2 separate regions of the Anas platyrhynchos genome follow, and region 1 is linked to region 2. A link is a contact called in public Hi-C data. All regions are on one chromosome and are shown on one strand. Each heading gives the region's core, a stretch centred on a gene start, on an enhancer-like site or on the middle of the called end of the contact. The rest is flanking DNA. Distances are from core to core; before and after follow the strand shown. Region 1 holds the start of HACD2 (3-hydroxyacyl-CoA dehydratase 2). Region 2 overlaps ADCY5 (adenylate cyclase 5).

Region 1 (6,212 bases), core at 1-2,500, 230 kb after region 2:
AACACCTGGATCTTATGTGTTCTTTTGACGAAGTTTCATACAATCGGGAACGTGCACGTCATGATAAAAAGTTCATGATGTTTAAGAAAAACCTTTCCATTTCTACTGCAGTTTCTGTCTCAGGTTTTGGGAGATGTTTTATAAAGGTAAGTGAATTAAGTATCAGTACTCCAACAGGCAGGTGTTTCTAGTTCTAAGAAGTACTCAGAGAGGTTAACTTGTTAGCACTGTGCAGGGATGTCACAAAAACCGAAAAGAGGAGAGCTCCTGACTGCCAGTATTGTTTTTCACTGTTCGGGTAATTAGATATTTCTGCTTGAAAAAAAAAAAAAAAAGAAATGATTAAATCTTATCGAACCGGTGGGTAATTACCATTCCTCCTCTAAGCAAAGCACCCTGCAAATACCATACGGGGCCAAGGGTTTTCCCAGCAGCTGCACCTCGCAGCGAGGCACCTACCGGGCAACGTGTGCCGAGCACCCTGCGAGAGCTGAGCTCTCCCGGTGGGTTACCTTTGCTCCCCACAAGGACTTTACAGCTGAAGTGGCACCAACCGCCAGCAGCTACGATGAGTGTCGCCGAGCCCAGCCACCAGCCTTACCTGCACCAATTCTGCCCCAGCCTTACCCCACAGCCATGAGCCCGGTCCTGCCTCACCCGCCGGGCCTCACCAGCGGAGGGCTCCCCCAGGACCCCCTCCAAGGCTCCCTCCTCCTCCTCCTCCCACCCAACCCCCCCCAGCCTTATTTCCACCCAGGCCCCAATAAGACTCCTAAACACTAATACCGACGGTAACGAAAGTCTCCTTCAGCCCACCGCCAGCACGCTGCGGCTGCTGCCGCCGTGCCCGGGGGCGCACCCACCGCCCCCGTCCCCGTCCCCCCGCTTCCCGTGCGGAGCCCGCCGGGCCCGCACCTGAGGGGGGCGAGGAGCGGCCGGGGGGGGGGACCGCGAGCCGCGGCCGGCCCCGGGGAAGCTCCGCCGGGGCTGCGGGCGGGCACCGAGGGGAGCCCCCGCTCCCCGCCCGGCTCTTACCCGGCCGTCATCACCACGTTGTATATAACGAGGTAAGCCGTGGCCAGCGCGCCCGGGCCCTTCCTCCGCCGCGGCTGCTGCTGGCTGCCGTAGCCGTTATCCGCCCGGCTGCCGCCAGCCGCCGCCATGTTGCGGCGCTCCCGCGGCCTCCCCCAGCTCTCAGCGCACGCCGAGGCGGGGCCGCCGCGGCGCCGCCGCCGCCATCTTAGAGGAGGGCAGGGAGGGCAGCACCGCCCCGACACCGCCCCCGGCCCTGAGGGGAAGGAGCCGCCCCGCGAGCCCCCGACGTGTTGCCGAGCCCCCCTTGGGTGTCCCCACAGCCCCTCTTCGCCCTGGGGTGGGAGTGAGGTGTCCCCACAGCCCCCTTTTCCCTTTTCAATCGCATCTTAAAAGGTTAAAAATACCCCTCCCCTCCCCCCGTGCTCTCACTCCAGCAGGACGAAATAGGTCTGTAATTCCCTCAGAGAAATTAATAGTTCTCGAATCGAGGTCGTCTTTGGGGTGTTTAGTGGGTTTTTCAGCGTTTTTATAGGTCAGCAAGCTGCCGAAGCGGAGCGCGGCCAAGGTTCTAGCTCATTTTCTGATGAAGTTCGGTGCAACAGCAGAAACCCAGATAATTTGCTTTCATAGCAGCACAAATTCAGGCGTTGTTTTTAGGGCAGCTGTAACTAGAACCGTATTTTCCATAGAGTTAAAACGAAAAGATGAAAATAAATGTTTTTTTTCTTTTCTACAGAAAGTGTAAATACTTTGTGGAGTTCTCTCTCAACTTCCAGGAGCAATTCCCATTTTATTTGTCCTTTTGGTCACTGTGTAGTTCCTTTATGTCCAGTTCAAAGTAATAACATAAGCACCCCTCCCTCTCCTAGAAAATTCTGTTTTCACATGAGTATTTCTTGTAATAAATCTGTGTTACGTGCACATCTCTTCCAGTCAGTGTGGCTTAATAATTCAAAGATGATTCATGAGAATTTCATTTTCAGACAGTAATTTTTTAGTGCAGCACTCTGAACCTTCCCAGTAAACATTCCAAGAAATTTTAAGAGAAGCAAGTCATTCATTATTCATATATGCAACTAAAAAAAAATAAATTGTTTTCAAAGCCTAATACTTACTTCAGATGAGAGAGCTGTGTAGTCCTGTTCTGTCTTCCTTGTGAGAAAAGAGAAGGCAACACAGAAATCTTTGCATACCTTGCATACAATTTGCAAATGTCTCTTTATTGACCAGAAATATACTCTGAATGCTTAGATGGTTGGACAGGCCTGTAATTAACTCAATTAGGTTTCTGTAAATCCAGAAGCGCAACTAGTGATGGCCAGTCCCAAATTTTCAATGCCTCTTAAGAAGACTGAATTTTGAACAACAGAAACACAAAAAGAATGAAGTGGTCTGTCTAACTTGTGCAGTGTCTCGCCTAACCTCTCCTGTTGGGGATTGCTTCAACCCCACCACACCCCAAGTGTGGCTCTCTGCGAACATTATACAAACAAGACGAGGTTTGGAGGAAGAGGTAATACCCTTTATTAGACCAATCAGGATGGCTGGCAAAATTAAACACGGTTTCAAGTACATAAAATATCCTTCTTCAGTTAAAATAGAATAGTCTTTCTCCTATTCTTCAAACAGAAAACAAAAATCAAGGTTAAATACAAGTTGGAATCAATTGCTCAAAGTTGAATTAGGAACGTATCACACCATTTTTGCAGTTCATTTTTTCCTGCAGTCTAGAAGGGATGTTAACAGGCAGCAACAGAAGGATGGCAAGCGCATTATGTCCTTGGGGAAAAAGAGGCAGTTTATAGCCTGTAGGCTGCTGAAGGACTATTAAATGAGGAGAGCGAAGGGAAAAATCTGTGCAGTATCACCAATATTGTTTGTGGATTTTGATATCCAGTACACGATCCTACAGACCTTGCCATGCCCAGGTCTCAGGCTATCAAACCTGTGTCTTTTACCACTTCATAAATGCAACTATCTGAATGGAAACCAGCAGCCAGTGAATAAAGTTAAGTACATGCCACTACATTCACAAGATGGTAGAGTCCATCTTGCAAAGACAACTGTTTCAAGGGCTGAAGGTTTGCTCAAGAAACGTGTTGCTACAAGCAGGTGTTTCACAACCTTTGCCTTAGGGACTTTCTGTATCATCCTGCATGGCCCGTGCTGCTTTGGACTGTGTGTTGAAAGGTCTGCGGAAAGGCAGTGTAAGCAAAGGTGTTAAATACCTTCATCTTTATAGTACCTAGGAACACTGGTGTAAGTATGCACCTTTCCTATTTTTTCCCCTCTTGCTCCTGCAGTCTTTCAGGACTGTACATTTCCCTGTCATCAGGAATTCTCAAATGTAAGAGAAAACCAGAGCTGCCATGGTGTCACATCCACGTTTACGCTTGTGATCAAGCGATGAGGCTGGAGATACATGGCAGAGCACGCAGCTGTAAGAAGTCATGCCAGCCCCACGCTGCACCTGATGGCACTGGGATGGAGCAGCCTCCCTGCAGCGCTCGCCTGTGCTGAGGGGACAGGAGAAGCGCAGCAGCACCGCAAAGACCAAGCAAGTTTCACTGTTGCCACCTCACCCGTTTTTGTGCCAGGCAGGTCTCAAGACAGAATAGGAAAAGACTGCAGCTGTTGGTTTGCTCAGCCAATGTGACCGCAGTGACGCCTGCAATAGAGTATACAAGTAGCATGCTTTGTGGTATTATTTATTTAGGAACTGTGAGTAACTACAGCCGTAGCGTTCTCATCTTTGCAATTCTGATGGTTTAACAAACAGGGAAAACATTAGCATATTTTTATTAAGGTACAAAATACACCCCATTGTTGCCTAAAACATTTAAAAACGTGAGAAAAGCTCTGTATGCTCTAAATCAGATTAAAACCTTTCTGTATAAGGAATTGTGGCAATACTGTGTTTAGTATAACAAGAGTTCTTTATCAATTGAAAAGGAAAAGACATGCTGGCAATCTGAACTTAGCAACAAAGAGTAAAGCAGTTAAAAACCATTGTGTCATCCACATTAGTTGAGCTTTGAATGTTGAAGAGCAAATCATATGAAACACATACACAACTAGGTAATATCAAACAACCTAAGGTTGATATTGTACACATCTGTAATAAAGTACACTGACTACTTAATTGTGAGGATTTAAGGTATTTTTTTTAAAGAGGTAACCTTTGAAATGCAAACGGTTGCACTTTACACACAAAGTGGAAAAGAAAAAGATTCACTTTTGGAATGATACATAGATATAAGACACTTTCTGGATTATGCATATCACCTTTCAGCCGCTGATATTACCTCTGAGCAACAGCAACAACAACAAAAAAAAAATTAAAAAGTGCCAATACTGTGAAAGGAAAGCAAAGTTATTAAATCTTGAGTGCATTAACAATTTCTGAGAAAAAAAAAAAAAACAACGCAGGGTTTTGGATTTTTTTGTTTCATTTTTTTTTTCTGCATTTTAAAAAAAGGCAACAGCCTTACTGGTGCAGGTTCAAGACGAAAACAAGACAGTCAAGCTCATAAGGTACAAATAAGGTCCTATATAGGTTAAGATTCTTTGGAAACTGCTAAGTATAAAGGAGTTTTTAATCCAGACTACTGTCTTTTTTTGACTACTCCAAAAATCTATGGGAGTTTCCAGCTTACCATCAGTTGAAATCTGTTTTGCAATTGCCAAACAAATGCAAGTGAATTTTTAACTAACCTGTGATTCCATTCACTCACATGCACATCGAAGCCACTGATTGTGCAATAACATCCTTCTCACAGCAGCATATATATGAATCATAAATCAATATTAAACTGACCAGAACAACAGAAAATATCCTGTCTTTGCAGTCTTTCGGTCTGTTTCTTAAGTCGGCAGCTGTAACTGCGCTGAGGTGACAGGTTCTATAAGGGAAAGTTGATAAGATTAGAACTGCACCAACAGCATGCTGAGAAAGGGCCGTAGATGTGTCTGAAGTTAGGACAATGAAATTACATTTAAAACAAATGCAGAAGGAATCATGCCAACATAGAAATTGCAATGCTGGCTGTATCAGACCTTCCCTTATAGAAGCTCCTGCTCTGGGAGCAGCGTGTTTCTTTGGACTGGAGAGATTCACTGCACGTCTGGCAAATGATTCCTTGTAAAGTAAACCTTAGGGAGCCAACTTAGCTGCAGTTTTGGCTGAGGAAAGTGATGTTATAGAGCTATGAGCTCAGTTACCATACTGCTTTGCTTTAAGAAGCTCAGAATATAATTGTAACTTGTTTTCCATACATTCTAATTTTAAAATAGACTGGGCAACTTACTTGATGACTTGCTTAAAGTAAATCCAATCATGCTAGCAACTTAGATTGCCTGCTGATTTCAATTAATGCCCATACATGAAGCAAACAGGTATCAACTGATCATGCTGAAAAAACAACCCCCCGAAGACCTATGTATCACACAAGGTGCTTTTGATAACTTGGTTTTCTGAGCCTTATAAGGAGAGTCTTTAAATATATTTTTATCAATTTTGTTTTCTTTGAGCCTTGTTTCATTCTTCCTCCTCCTCTTCATCTTCTTCTCCTTCGCCTTCGCCTTCTTTTCCCATTGTTTCCACAAGGAGTTCTGCGGTGCATGTTGCTTCCCCAAGGCTGTTAACAGCTTTGCAGGTGTATTTGGCATCATCGTCCCCACATACTTCAGAAATAGTCAAAGAACAGTTCCCCTCCTCATCATAATCTATCTGAAAGTGACGGGACTCCTTGACAGGCTGATCATCTTTGAACCACATTACCTCAGGGTCAGGATAGCCTGCAATAGTGGAGAGAGACCAGCAATTGCAATAAACGAGTATTAACTCATCTGTAATTACTTTAAACTCCAATTTCACATCTGTGTATGGATATGGCAATATGCTGATACACAGATATTGCAATGAATTCAGTGTAAAATAAATGCAAATGATCTGAGTTTTTTTTTCTTTTATTTTTTTTTTTAAAGTTAGCTCTGAGGTACTGTCTAGATATCACTTTCCATCACTTTTTCAATGTCTCCAGACAGCTTTTCGTACGTCTTGATCATCAGCCAGAAAGGGACTCTTAATAGCTTGTGTGAGGCTTACCTTATGGTGCAGCTTTTGTGGGACCTGCAGTTCCCACCACTGAGATTTAGGGTGTAAAGAGGATGGTATT
Region 2 (6,716 bases), core at 3,052-5,551:
CTGTTGCCAAGCTAACTGCTCACTTGGGCGTCAGCACAGGCTGCGATGCCAGGTGGATGCGAGACGGGCACTGCAGCATCCCGACAGCCTTCAAGTGCAAACCCCACACTCGACATCCTCACCTTTTCACCTCCTTCTACTTTCCCGTCTCTCTTTATTTCCTGATTTGACAGTCAGCCTCATGCCCAACACCAGCTGTTGAACAGCAGAACCTGGGACCACTGAGGATGTGGGCAGCAGAGCACATCACAGGTGAAGTGGGCCCAAGCAGAACCACTGTGTGTGACCAGGCCATGATAAGAGCTTCTCTGCACCAAAGTCTGTTGCCCAACTGCTCCTGGTCCTCCAGGGAGCTTTGGTAATAACACTGCTGCCTAAACAGCGCTGCTCTGACATTTCACAGAGGCCCAAGCAGGCAGACTGTTACTTTTCTGTCACTGGGTACAGAACAATTAACATAATTACACAGCTAAGGTAACCTCTACGTTTTTCTCTCTCTGTGAGATCCCCAGCTCAGAATGACCGCTACTGGTATTCAATCCCGTGAACGCAGTGACATTACCTATTTTCATCTGGAAGTTGTTGAATGAATGTTCATTAATGTATTTCATTTGGTCCATTAACCTCATGGCAAAGTCAGCCAGAGCTTTGATATGTGTCTTCCCTTCCTTGTCGTAAGTGGAGTCATTGAGGCCTGATGCAGCCATGTATGTACTGCCAATGGTTTTGATCTTCTCCAGCTGCCGAAATTGGTCTTCACTTATGATCTGTTACACATGAGAAGTGCAGAGAAACTGAATAGTCAGACACATCCATGCTGTTAGTGTCCTTGCCAAGTGTCCTCCCTTGGTACAAGCACTACAAAACTCTAGACAGTCTCCATTACTCAAAGTACAGAAGGAAAGGGGGCAGAGGAGGGAAAAGGGAGTGAAATAATAAAAAAAAAGACTTCTAGAATGGGGAGAAATGAAACATGGCACAAGGATTCAGTAAGCTACCTTCCTTCATAAGTTCAGCAAAACCCAAATAAACTCAAATAAACTCAATCTGTTTGCTCTATCCACACGCATTTTCAGTGACTTACTTCATCAAAGTCGGCAATGATCTCGTTGAGCAGTCTCAGACACTCCACCCCCTCATTGTTGGCCTCCAGTTCCACATAAAACTCTGAGAAGTTGCTTATGGAGGCGAACATGACAGCCACACACTCGCAGGACTGGTAGTACAGTTCATCATTTCGCCGCTCCTGAGCTAGGAAATGGGCTGCCACGTCCTTTGGCAAAATGTTGTGGAGGAGGCGTCTGTTATAGGCCTGCAGTTCCTCCATTTCTTCTTTCTCCTCAGTGGCCTAGTTTAGGAGGGAGAAAAAGACACACTTATTCTTTCAGTAACTGCTCTAGAGGAAAGAAAAAAGCTGAACGTGAACTCGCAGGGAATGGAGGGAAGTGGGGGAACAGCAAAGAAGGGCAGAGGCAGAGAGATGCAGGAACGAGTTTTGCAGTGGAAGCTGTTTGTCTTTGTGTGCACATGTATATAAAAGCCAAAGGGGCTTCCTACAGGCAGACGCCAAAATCCATTTTTGCTACATTTCTAGGCACTGAATCAGGTAATCTCTTCTTTCTGGGGAACTCCAATACAATCCTAGCACCCATGAACAGACATCGCTGGCTTTCCTAGACAAGCACATAGGGCTTCAGGAGGAGCACAGAGGTGTGGGTACTGATAACTTTTCTCTCCCCAGTTACCTGATGGTTGCAGTATTTTTCGCCTTGTTTTACTTTTTGCCATTTTGAATATTTTTGAGCAAAGAGCAATGGGGTCAGGCAACAAACACGGGATCAGGCAACAGCTGGAGACTGCACTACTGGTACAGAGGACACGTAGAGTGATTTGGGTAATGGGAGCCCTGAAGACCACCCTGTGTACAGCACGATCACCTTCAGCAGAGGCAGCAATCAAAATTCCCCTAACAATATATAACATTTTGAAATTGATTTTATTCTATTATTACTATTATTATTTTTCCAGTGCCTCTTGTCATTGCTGGAGAGCTGGAGTTAAAAAAAGGGCAGAATGTCCTTGCTCTTTTGGATGCTGGCGTGGACAAACACAGCTTAGCCATCTCAACAGCCACCACAGAAGGGATTACCTCCCCAACATCCCTTATCCACATGTTGGCAAAGAGACAAGCAATAGTTGCAAAGCACTTTATGACTTTGCTGGTTTCTAAAACAGGAAACTGGAGGTTAAGTGACAAAGCTGCTTTCAGAAGGTGTGTCCAGCCAGAACAAGAAAAACTCCTGGCTCTGCCTGGGGAAGCAATATGCTTCGGCCAGCGGAGCACAGACCTGGAACAGGCAAGTGAGCTCATCTCCTCCATTGTTTTACCGTTTATAAACGAGGATAACAATGTTTACGTGCTTCCCAAGGAGCTTTAATTAATTGGTTCTTCCTCAGTGCCTCTTACTCAAACCACTGAGACCTATTATTAGAAAGATGTCCTACTGTCCAGAAGGTAAAAAAATCTATACAAAGCCTGCAGTCCTGTGGTCTCCCAGCTATGAGTCATGGGCAGAGCTGAGACCTGTCCTGCTTACTTGAGAATCACACAGGACACCCCGACATCATTCACAGGCACATGTAGTGAAAATATTAACACTGAACCCAGGGATGGAAGCAAAGAGAGGCATTGTCTGTACCATGCTGGTTACCCAATGCCACTGCCCAGGGGCTTAATGAAGATTGGAAGTGAAGCCAGTTCGCACTGCTTAACAAGATGGTGAATGAAACTGCAACTGTGAATCCTTCATACCTCTGAACACAGCAAACTAAAGTTGGCTGAACTCTGGGAAGCAAATCAGCCGCGAATATGAGCTTCTTACATTTACAGATTGTGTTATACTGCAGGTTCCTGCAACAGTGACAGGCTCAGGTGCCTGAGTTCGTTAACCAAGATCTTCAGATCTATGATCTTTTATTGCAGGGACCATCCTAAGTGCACTTACAGGGAAACAAAGGGTTAAATTAACCAGGATGTGAGGCACTCAGAATGAGAAGTACAAAAGGAGAAAGGCACATTACTGGTACGCTCAGCTAGGTGCCAGGTTCAGATTAAATTCAAAGGCATTTTATAACACTGAAATTTGATAGTGAATAACTCAGTAGTTACGCTAACACCAAAGACTATATTCCTCCAACACAGCAAACACCCACTAACCTGGAGTTTCCAGAGGAAATCAAGCCTTGCAGTGGATTCCACTTGCTGGGCATGCAAATACAGTGCCAGGACAAAGACTGTAATGATGACAGGGGTGACAATCTTCAGCGCGACTCGTGTCATCACTGGAGAGCTGCAGCCAACAAAAGAGCAGAATTTCCCAGTTATTCTTAGTGTGGAGGAACACAGCACACTCCCCCATTCTCACTTCAAGGCTAACTAACCACTGAAGAAAAGGCTTTTCTCCTTCCCTCTGTAGCCCATGTTGGTAAAGGGAAAACGATACCTGAAATAAGCTCAGGACTTTGACTTACAGGTGCTGGTTTCTGAAGCAGGACTTCAAAATCAGAAATTGAATCCAACTTCTTAAAGTGGGTTAACATCAATGTAAAAGCCACTTGCAAGAGAATAGCCATATGTGCTATGCTTGGCAAAACTGAAATGCTGACAGTTCTTCAGATTGTATTTACCAGGTCTCTTGCCTTGCCTTCCCTAGCCTCCAAAGTCTGGAACTGTTCTACGCTTCATACTTTGCTAATTAGACAATTTTAATGATTTTTGTCTTATAAAAAATCTAAAAGCTGGAAGGAACATTAAGATACATTCCCAACCCTTGTGACAAGCAAGTAAATAAAAATTATTTGAATTACAGTTATACAGCATGAAAATATCATTGTGATAAAATCTTTAATTTGTAATTACAAGATCTACGAGACGCTCTGCAAAGCAAGTTCCCACAGGAAAGAGGATGCTCTGAGAGGAGCTATTGAGACAAAAGGGCAATACTCAATCCACGTAGGGTATGTGTGCTGTTTTGCACTGGATCACAGTGGTGCATGCATGCTGATACTGCACCTTGTGAACAGAAAATGCCTTCTGACACAAACCCACAAAAATACATCATGCCAAAGTGACTCACCATGGTAACGTTGCATTTGCTGACACGCTGCAAAAAAGAAAAGAAAAGAAAACACAAAAACACAGACAAGGTTAGTAGAGCGGTGTGCTTCCTGTAGCACTCGTCCTTCTGTACCTAATGCAAGAGTACCTCTGCAATGTGGCACCTCTAACGCTGTGCGGGGCTATAGCCCTTTAAAACGGAAAAGAGCAAAAAGACTGGGGGAGAGAAAAGGTCGCTGTCTGAGCTATGCTCGGAGATCCAGTGATGGTGCAACATGGTTAATTTAGTTAAAACATCTAAGGAGCACTGAGAGTCAGAGAATCGTTTGGGATTTGAATGTCAGTGTGGGATATTTAGCAAATGCTTGTGCATCTGTCACTACTTCATTAGGTCAGGCAGAAAGCGATTGATCTGAAGAAGGAAGCTTTTGGTTAACATCTCGTGAGGGTTAGCTGCCTTCTTCCCCATATGTTGTAAGCCGGAGGCGTGCCTAGCTCCTTTACCTCTGGCACTATCCCCTCCTTCTGCCAGTTGCTCGTCTCCAGTGCTGCACCTCGCTATGGGTACTGCACGCGAGTGCACTAAGAAAACCCTTATGCAGGCTGCTGTTACTATGCTCCACGCTGCAAAGAGCTCCTATGAAGCAGAGCTGCTGAAGATGGAGGGTGTGCTTTTCTTACAGTGAAAGGATGGAAAAGAGCTTTCTGGTAGGTAGTAGTTGGCTGAGTTCCCGACTGATTGATTGCTTAATGCTGCTGGTTTCTTCTCAAGAGTGGGCGGAGTATTAGGTGGCCGAGAACCTCGTATATGTATCTTTTAAAATACTGTTTAAATGGAAAGAAAGAAATCAGTGGTAAAATTACTGTATTGTCATTGACTTGTGGCTTTGCAGGCTACTGATGGGATACATCTTTACCTTGGGAAACTCACGTTTGTCCGAAGAGCATCAGACCAGAGTTTGCTCTCACTACGGTGTCAGAGCTAGAAATGATCAACACTGAAATAGCCGAGGGAGCCTTGCTGAGCATAAAACTAACAAATAAAGCCATGGTTGCTCTCTAACCTTGTTTGCTCCAAGACATTTTTTTCATCTCTGAGCATGGAATTTCTTCTGACACAGATTTTGCAACCCGTGTTGTCTTGCACACGATCTATTGCGAGGCCTCCTGGCGAGCTCCAGCACTGACCACGTAGCAAAGCCCAGGTTGTGTCTGGCTCTGGACCCAGGCTGGGAGCCCTGAGGCCAGCACCTCCCACGCTAAAGGATGGAGCTAGTCGGAGCTGGAGACACTTACTGCATGCAGCATGAGTCTCCTGCTCTCCTAAATCACTGCCTGGCCAAGGATGACTGACCGCCTCATTATCACTCAGTCTTATGACAAGATGGGACAGATCTGACCTTTTTTGCTGGGCCTGCTGCTCAATGCAGGTGCTGTGCTTTCTCTAAAATCCTCAGCAGTAACACAGACTGTAAAATGCAGCAAATCCAGCATTTATACAAAAGCTTTGGCTAACTGAAAATGCCCAATGCAAGCAATAATGGGAGTTGCACTGCTCCCCATGGGACAGACGTTTCCAGTAGGAGATAGCTCTTTAATTACTGGAAGATAAAATAGCAAGAAATTCACTAAATACATTCCTGTTCAAAGCTAGCACTTTTTTAGCAGGAAGAGTGGCTGACTTTGGGGACAGCTCCTATAGGACAGCAGCATCTCTGGGCTTGATGAACAAATTGCTGGGCAAAGCTTTTTAGGCTCCCCTATGCTGAAACCTAACTGAGAAGCCCACATTGGTCCATCACATCTTTAAAAGCAATACATTTATCTCCTGCATGGGGAAAAGGTAAGATGGTAGAGCTCTGTGCATCCAGTTACACTTCATGTGTCACCGTGCTGGTGTCACTCCAACCAAGGCTACCCAGTCCCAACGTATTACTGTCAGCCTTTCAGTTGCTTGCATGCTGTGTTGGTTTGTACACAGAAGTGTGAAGCGACATCTGCATCACTTCTAATTAGTCAGAGCACCATAATGACTGCAGAGCAGACAGTAATTATGTCGCTACAACAGGCACCCAATTAAAGTAGTATGAGGTCATGCTTTTTTTTAATATCAGCTGGACAATAAGGTACATCTCTGAACTCCGTGTTACATGCTGAGCTCCCGTCTTGCACAACGCACAAATGGACTGCCAGACTTTGAGGCATTAAGAAGCGGTCCGTGGAGCTCTCAGGACAAAACAAATACCATTTAACGAGGGAGAATACAGCACCACAGAAAGTTATTTCTGGGAAAACCTGCTAACCTTCTCCACTCTATTACTGACATTTTGATTGTGGAGTGACGTAAATTATACTACTAAGTGCTGTAATTTCACTTAGTGCTTGACTTACAAGAATGAAATGATATTTGGGATATAAAATGCTTTTATTTCTCTAATTGTGTTAGAAAATGATAAATAGCTTCCACTGTTGGAATACACACCATCTGCAAAAAAAGGAAGGGAAACCTCATTCTCCTCGTACCCCTGCAGAAAGCTCCAGTGGGTTTCCTACACAATTTAATTTGCGTGACTTAACAAAATAATTTAAGTGATTACTG

Evidence for each region. Hi-C and Micro-C count contacts between places; a contact is called where the count stands out from the background.
Region 1: a Hi-C map of F1 follicle shows a contact between it and region 2, with 4 times the contacts expected there. The contact joins the promoter of HACD2 here to the enhancer-like site in region 2. A contact is called at or near these places in 5 of 8 Hi-C or Micro-C datasets (F1 follicle, liver, skeletal muscle and 1 more).

Annotation. Positions count from the first base shown.
Region 1 is chr7:15,660,336-15,666,547 of IASCAAS_PekinDuck_T2T, forward strand. HACD2 (3-hydroxyacyl-CoA dehydratase 2) reads right to left here and starts at 1,251. Exons shown (of 7, transcript XM_027461701.3): 1 at 1,036-1,251. The coding sequence starts at 1,163. It overlaps MYLK (myosin light chain kinase), which reads right to left. Exons shown (of 33, transcript XM_072040779.1): 33 at 3,728-5,832. The coding sequence ends at 5,573.
Region 2 is chr7:15,424,245-15,430,960 of IASCAAS_PekinDuck_T2T, forward strand. It overlaps ADCY5 (adenylate cyclase 5), which reads right to left. Exons shown (of 21, transcript XM_021270949.4): 16 at 4,137-4,163; 17 at 3,218-3,350; 18 at 1,085-1,348; 19 at 563-767. Among named protein-coding and RNA genes, the nearest start is that of SEC22A, 27 kb to the left of the region's middle. Within about 2 kb of position 4,302, at least 2 of the 8 cell types and tissues checked have an H3K27ac peak or open chromatin away from gene starts, as enhancers often do. A contact at or near this core is called in subcutaneous adipose tissue, where this site is marked.